Linked DNA regions of Triticum aestivum: region 1 is linked to region 2. The links are chromatin contacts, called in public Hi-C maps. All regions are on one chromosome and are shown on one strand. The core of a region is the stretch at or near the end of the contact, and the rest is flanking DNA. Distances in the headings are between cores, read along the strand shown. Region 1 holds the start of LOC123148875 (E3 ubiquitin-protein ligase BOI). Region 2 has its middle 6.0 kb from the start of LOC123148873.

Evidence for each region. Hi-C and Micro-C count contacts between places; a contact is called where the count stands out from the background.
Region 1: a Hi-C map of leaf shows a contact between it and region 2, with 4 times the contacts expected there. The contact joins the promoter of LOC123148875 here to the enhancer-like site in region 2. A contact is called at or near these places in 2 of 5 Hi-C or Micro-C datasets (both in leaf) and 1 of 1 datasets of contacts at active chromatin or transcription factors (leaf).

Annotation. Positions count from the first base shown.
Region 1 is chr7A:640,100,455-640,104,448 of IWGSC CS RefSeq v2.1, reverse strand. It overlaps LOC123148875 (E3 ubiquitin-protein ligase BOI), which reads right to left and starts at 2,164. Exons shown (of 2, transcript XM_044568393.1): 1 at 1,610-2,164; 2 at 590-1,508. The coding sequence starts at 2,008. The coding sequence ends at 957.
Region 2 is chr7A:639,929,495-639,933,431 of IWGSC CS RefSeq v2.1, reverse strand. No RefSeq gene overlaps it. Among protein-coding and RNA genes, the nearest start is that of LOC123148873, 6.0 kb to the right of the region's middle. Within about 2 kb of position 2,066, at least 1 of the 8 cell types and tissues checked has an H3K27ac peak or open chromatin away from gene starts, as enhancers often do. A contact at or near this core is called in leaf, where this site is marked.

The DNA.
Region 1 (3,994 bases), core at 915-3,414, 170 kb before region 2:
AATAATATAATTGAACTCATAACTCCCCAAAAGTCCTATTGTGTTTCCTCAAGATTCAAGTTTGTCTCTTTATACTTTTCTATGGTTTAAATGCCAGATTACTGTCAGCGCATGTCCAAATAAATAGAAGCTCTAAAGGTGCCAATTAGAGAATACTGCAGATAATTTCACACCATTCGTTGATTACATAGGTTTATTCCTGAAAGTTTTTTTTGCAGGAGGTTTATTGGGGTCAGATATTGGGGTCCGGAGGACCTCCCTCCACCCCCCTGGCAACTGGACGCCAGATATTGGGATTCTTATAAATAATGATCTTCTATATATTTGGTTGTACGAATTTAGGCACCAATCTCTTGCCAGCCGAGAAAACTTTCTATAAATTCAAATCAATCTTTGGACAGTTTGAATTTTGGCAACCAACCTTTTGCCAACCCAGGAAAAATTCTTTAAATTCAAGTCACTCTCTATGACGGTTGGATCTAAATCGGATTTCTATCTTTGACCTGCTTCACCATCCCTGGTGCAAAAACCCTTAGACACGCCCCATATATGTTGTTCAACTTCTAATCTATGTATTTAATTTCAAGCATTGATCTGTAATACTACGAACTGTTTTTCTTCTTGTTGAACAATTGATTCAACGGCTTCAAGGAAAAAGCTAAACTAAAAAAAAAGGATACAAGTCCTTTCATATCTATGTTATCCAACCATCCTCCTATCTATTACCGCCGTCAACAAGGAGGAGGATACTCTACCGTTCGACACCCTGCTGTTCTTCCACTGATATGTGGGCCTGTTGCAAAGCTGGCTTACATGTCAGTGGCCCAACGTGGCACGGCATGGTGCTTCCCGTCAACAACAACAAGAAAAAGTGAACAAAAGAATACAAACAAAAGTCGACTCTAGTAAGTTTTAGAAGGAAACCAAATGTCGACTCTAAAACTATTCCTCCCGCATCACGAAAAGTTGATGCAGACGCTGCCATTCTTGGCGCTTCCGCACGCCGGGCACGCCTGTGCCGCGGCCGCGCACGGCGCGCACACGCAGAGGTGCCGGCACGGCAGCAGCAGCACCACGGCCGCGTCCTCGCGGCATCCCTTGCACCTTCCTACTGCTGTCGCGGGACGCTCCTCCACTGCCGGCGTGCCCACCTCCTCCTCCGCGCACAAAGGCACCTGGTTCTCTCCCCAGCAGCACGACTCGGCGTCGTCCTCCTGACCGTCGCCGCTTCCACCGTCACGGACCGCCTGGGAGTCGAGCGCCCGCTGCAGGTCGCCGCGGAGCACGTTGGCCGTGGCCTCGTTGGACTGCGCGATGTCGCGCCACATCTGGGCCTCCATGAAGAGGTTCCGAAGGCGCTCCTCGAGCGCCCAGTTCATGATCCTGATCCGCTCAATCTCGTCGTCCCTGGCCTTGAGCCGCTTCGCCGCCATGGCCTCCACGGTCGAGACGATCAGCCTCGTGTGGCTCTGCCTCTGCTCCGCCAGAGTAGTCCACAAATTTTGCGCCTGCATCATCGACCACGGTTAATAAAAACTACACAGAAATTAAAGCCTGAAACGCAAAGTATCGATCGGTGGCGGCGATTTGATCATGGCATGTGACTTACATGTTTAAGCAGGATGCGGTCGACGTCGATGGTCTGCTGCTGGACGTGGGCCGCAAGAACGTCGGCCGCGGCAAGCATCGACGACCGCCCGTCGCGCTTCCGCTTGTTTGTGCTCATTTCCTGACCACCGTCGGGCCTGACGCCCTTCTTCGCCAGATTGGCAGCAGCCATCGCCAAGAACTCGGAATACTGCTCCGTGGCCGACGTCGTCGTCATCGTCGCCGGCGGCAGACTGAAGAGGTCCGCGCACATGTGGTGGTCCCGCTGGCTCGGCAGCGCAGCACCATAACAAGGCCCACTCGCTGGGATAGTAGCGGCGGAGGCGAGCTGGTGGTGACCGCCGCCGGCGCCGGTGGTGAGTAACATGTGGCGCAGGCGTTGCAGGTCCACGGAGGCCATGGCGATTGATGGGGCGCGCGGGTCGTCCGCTAGCTTCCTATATATACAGCCAAGGCGATGCGTCCCTGGCCGGAGTTAGTCAGATGTGGGAGGTGAGGTCATCGATCGGCGAGAGGGGACGGGCGGGCAGGGTGGCAAAGAAACGAGGTCCGTAGATGGCAGGCCGCCGGGTATTTATGGTGCGTGACCGGGCTTTGGTTGGCATCCTGAGTGAGAATGCAACTGACGATGAGATTGACCGGCCCTGTTCAGGAGGGAATTTTCCTTTTATTTATGGCTTCCGTTTCAATCTCTCCCTAAATTTGCAGTAGAAACCACGAATTCCCCGCGTTATATTACCTTTCTGCACCGAAATTGCTGGCTTCCGTTCCCGACGATTCCATCGATCGGTTGACTAATTTGCAGAACCCAAGCCTTGGCCATATACTGTATCGTTTAAGTTAGTATATGTCGTGGCGCCAAATCAGCACGCATCGTTGAGCCTTTGATCTCTGGACGCACGAATCTTGGGGTATAAGGAAACTTAACAAAGCAAAGCAAATTACGCGCTCTGGACTTGTTAAAGATCGGGAATCACGTACAAAGCCGTGGTTACTGGAGGGCAATTCCAGGAAGAAGGAAACCGTGCATGCGTTACGTACTACGTTCATGCACTGCATCTGCATGCAGAATCAACGTACGTACTTTAATGTGCTGAGATATACTCCATCTGTTCTACATACGAATGTATATAGATGTACTTTAGAGTGTACATTCACAATGCTCAAAAAAAGAGTGTACATTCACACATTTTACTTCGTATGTAGTTCATAGTGAAATCTTTGCAAAGCCTTATACTTTGGAACGGAGGAAGTATATATTACTGCTAGGCGTTTTTTGGCTGGCTAGCTGTAGATGGTTGATAAAAATAATATAGTAAGACAAAGCGTAGACGTAGAGATGAGGGGTCAAAATTAGAAGGGAATGAATGAGCTAGTAATTGATTTGGTGGCGATAGATCGACCATTCATTCATTCTGGGCTGTACTTTGGTGCAAATCAGGCCGATCCATCCGATCCGTACTTTTAATTTGGGCAAAAGCTACCGCCAGCTTTTGATTTAATTTGATTTCCAAAAAAAGATCTCTACCAAAGTAGAGCTTCGATCGTCTTTTAACTGCGGGATACAGATAATCACGTCACCGCCAAAATAGAACCACAGTTGTGCCATCACGCATCCTTTTTTTTTGCATGGAACTCATCACACATCTACACAGTGGCGGAGCCAGGATTGGAGCAAGCCCTGGGCCAAAAAAAAAAGATTTTTGCCCAAAGTTAAAAACTTGACGTTTACAAGGCTTTTAGCTACCACAAAAGATACTCAGACAAAATATGGCTCAATTGCATGAAAAATGAAGAATTTTAGCTCAATGCTTAACGATACAACAAAATAGGTAAAAACATGTGAAGAACTACAAAGAATAGTATGTGATAAAAAAGAGTATCAAATCAATGGTTTGCTTCATCAGTGCCTCACATAACCTCATCATCGGTGGAAGAAGGGCCAACACCTTCAAGACATTAAAAGCAAAATTTCATAAGAGAAGGCGTAAACATCAAGTGAAACAATTATGATTGATATAAATCTAAAAACTCACCCCCTCAGTTGCTTGATTCCCTCCATCTGAAAAGATAAGTGTAGACACACTCGTTCTGGAGACCGGTGAAAAAAATCTTTTCATCTTCTCTTTCTACAATATGAAATGAAATGGGCAATTAGATTAATATCAGTTCGATAATACACTAGATATATGACTTGATACACACACATTATTGCAATTAAATTTTACTTTGGAGTGATACACACTAAGACAGATTTCACACCGACATTGTAGAACATGATACAAGTGGAAGCATGAGGGGAAACCGGGAAAGCATCAAAAAAATATCAAGGTAGGTATGGCAGTCAAGAAGCTAGGCACGTCGGGCGATTGGGCGAAGAGCGCAG
Region 2 (3,937 bases), core at 817-3,316:
AACAAAACCATACAAGCGAAGCAAGCCAGTTCCTGAAGCAGTGATAACTCATGGATTTGTGTTCCTGAAGCTACATGTTGTTTATGGAGCAGGCAGTGCTACTCAGGTACAGGGACAGGGACAGGCAAGCAAAGACTGGTGTACAAGAAAGACGCATCAACTGGAAACTCAGATGGGTCAAAGAAAGCATGTGCTGTTGGTGGCCAATAATAGAGCCAAAATGTATTGATAAGAGAGGCCAATGCAAAGGCTCGGATCGTTTGGGGAGAAATCCTTACCAGGAGAAGAGAAACGAACAGGGTCAGAAAAGGGCGGGCCATCCGTTGTATTTGCTTGACTTTTTCTGGGTAAGCCATCCAAATCTAGCTCTCAGTGCATCTAACCAGGTTCATGACCACCATCCAAATCATGCATCTCAATTACTCCCTCTGTAAAGTAATATAAAAAGATCATATATTACTTTACAGAGGTAGTACATAATTATTTCTTGGAGTTGTGGTTATCTTAACCTAAGCACCAGTTATTATGGTTCCATGATATTTACTCTATATACTATGACATGAATGGCACAACCTAAAATGTTGCAAAGGGAGGACTAACAACGGTAGACAGCAAAAACAAAGAAAAGAAGTGCTAGGTTTGGAAGTAAAACCTCCAGATTGACTAACAATTATTGTAATTCGCTTGCATTGACCTCAAATTCTTCTCTGGCAGACAGTGCCTTCACACGAACCATGCCTCGCTCCCACTCAGATTTCCCCAACCAAAACCAGCCTGCTAGCACTTGTCCGATCTGCATGTTTAAACACCCATTTCAGACACTTGTCTTGTACAAGGTCTACGGATCTGCCATTCTTCCGCAGAGAGGATGCAACACAGGATGCTGGTTCCTGAAGCTCATCATCCAGCGGGAAGACAATGTCGTCTATTTGTCGCGACAGATGAGGCAGAAGACCATTCTCCTTCAGCAGTTCGACAATGACAGCGTCCCCAAACCCGAATCCACAGGCTGGTACATCTTAACTTCCAAATGTTGAAAGCAGGCTGAAAACAGGACCGCATAAAAAGAACGTGAGGCAGAAAAAAAGATAGAGAGGGACAAAACGCATGGCAACAGACTGCTGCAAATAGCTCCGAGAAACATTTGCTGGCAGAAAGATGCAGGAGAGAGGGAACCGGGTGTGGCTTCCATCGACCAGCACGGGACAAGGGAGGCAATGCAGCTTGCACAAGTCATTGTACATGGGTTGGCAAAATGGCACGTCATTAGGCGCCCAAAATGACAAGTGTTGTTTCAGATTTAACAAAAAGTTGGCATGGAGTATTGCACTATGCTCGTCCCCCCTGTGACAGTGCAAGTAGATGGCACGCACGCACTCCATGTTACATCACCAGGAATGAGCTTTGTTTAGCTAGCATCTCCCGTCAAGTCCCATCATCGATCCATGGGTGGATGGTACTCCCTCCGTATCGAAATATAAGACATTTTTTGACACTATCACAGTGTGAAAAAAAACATCTTATATTTTGATATAGAGGGAGTACAACATGCTAACTTCATAGTATAATTCTGTATTGATAAGAAAAAGGAAGAAGAAATATGCCCTAGAGTTGAAGAAAGGAGCCACTGAGCCCAACCAATAAGATAGGCGTATGATGATTGTAACGTGGCCACAGCCCAGAAGCTATCTAAATGCCGACCTAAATTGATTTACCCGGCCGGCTTGTGATGAGCTAAACGTGGAGTCATTCATTCCCCCTCCAGATGCTCGTGCTCAGTCTCATTGACATGGAATAAAATCGTCGTTTCTGGGGTATTATTGGGCTAGAATAACCTCCCTTGGATACATACGTCTTTACCTGGTGACATGGTACAGATAAAGAAAGATCATGGAGACATGCAAACAAAGAAATTGGATGCAGAGAGGGACAGGCACCTGACCCTCGATGCATACATATGCCAAGATTGTGAAATCTGAACCAACCAAATAACACATGGCTGGGCTACGCCACCATGGATGGGCCCCTACGCCTCCACGTATATATATCAATGCACGCCACGCACACATTACTTTCTTCCTCTCAGATGGGACAAGCATAAAAATGACCTGATACTAGAGTAGTAGAGGCTGTGATGCACGAGTAGGAAGAAACGAGACTCCAGCGCGATGCTGATAGATAGATCGTCCAAATATCTGTCCAGAGCGACGGAGATGGCCGAGCTGGTTCTGGTGTTCAAATCAGGATTCTTTTCTTTGCTTGCTAGGCGCCGATTTGTTCATTCAAGCGATCGAAAGAGATTGTTTCACGACGTAAATGGGGTGCTTTGTCGGACTCCTAATGGATAGACACCACACCAGGCAGATAGATGATGATGGAAACAGGGGTGGCGGTATTGACTGGCCACTCTAATTGTGACGTTCGACCAGACGAGCAAAGAGACATCGAACAACACAATTCAGAGAACCTTCTCAATGCAAGCAAGAATCAACAGAGACATTCATCAGAAATCAAGCTGCAAAAAACTGGAACTCTTTACTTAACTAATTCGGCAGATAATATAAGATTTAGGTCGAAATCTAGCGGTAACTGGTATGAGAATCAAAGCACAAGTAAAGATAGTGGAAGCTTCCTAAAGTCAAGGCAGGGTCCGGAAAAAAAGATAGCAAAACCATACAGGCAAAGCAAGCCAGTTCCTGAAGCAGTGCACTTAAAAAATGGCACGCCCTACCCACACACACAAGTTGTTTATGGAGCAGGCAATGCTACTCAGGGGCAGGGACAGGCAAGCAAAGACTGGTGTGGTATACAAGAAAGACGCATCAACCGGAAACCCAGATGGGTCCATAGAGGCTGAAGGTGACCCAAGCTAAGGGCAAAGAAAGCATGTGCTGTTGGTGGCCAATAATAGTAGAGCCAAAAGGTATTAAGACAGGCTAATGCAAAGGTTCAGATCGTTTGGAAGGCTACTGCAGAGAGAAATGCTTACCCTTACCAGGAGAAGAAAAACAAACAGGATCAGGAAAGGGTGAGCCTCCAGTCTCCATCCTAGGCTATCAGCCATCCAAATCTAGTTCTCGGTGCATCTGATCAGGCTCATGACCATATATCATAGGCTAGTGTCTGCAGAATCTGGTCCCAATCACTGCTCCTGTTCATGCTCTTAACTTTCAGGGGTTATAATTGAGCAGCAGCCAGTTAGTTGGCCTCATCGCACTTGGCTCCATGTGTCCACACCATGCATAATTGTGTCGGTCCTTCTTTACTTAGCATATGATCCCACTGAGAGCTATTTTTAGCGTTGCAGTTAACATATGCATCTCCCACTAAGACATCATTCTATGTTGACAACCACTTCAATGCAGGAATATCAGAACATACTCAAGATAGTCTGAAAGGGATTTAAACCTGCCCATGAATAGCCTGTTGCAGGTATTGCATTGATTGGCATAACAAACTGATACAGCTTTGTATGCCTAGAGTAGAATCAAGGTCCAAGATCAACAGTAAGCCATGTTTCCCTGATTTGGTCAGTCATTATTCAGGGCCAACACAATCACGTAACCTACAGGCTTTCGGAGGATGACATTGCACAGCCCTTAATCAATCCATCAAAGCACTCCATTGTATTTTCTCTATACTTGACTGGTGCACAGCGTATTGATTCTGACACAAAGCCAAATTACACAAAAACAATATCAGTACCGGAGACTTGCTACAGAATAATCTGTCAACATCAATCAAACCCATGTTACAAAGCCTGACTGGCCCTTATTGCTGAATTGCAATATTTGTAATGAGATATTAACAAAAGACAAAAAAATCATGTCAGCTTGTCACATACCTGTTCCTGCTGGATAAAGATCCTGTAGTGATCGGTAGGCCATCTTCACTTAGTTGACCCTTTGTGAGTTCCATCCGCTGAACAATTGCCACT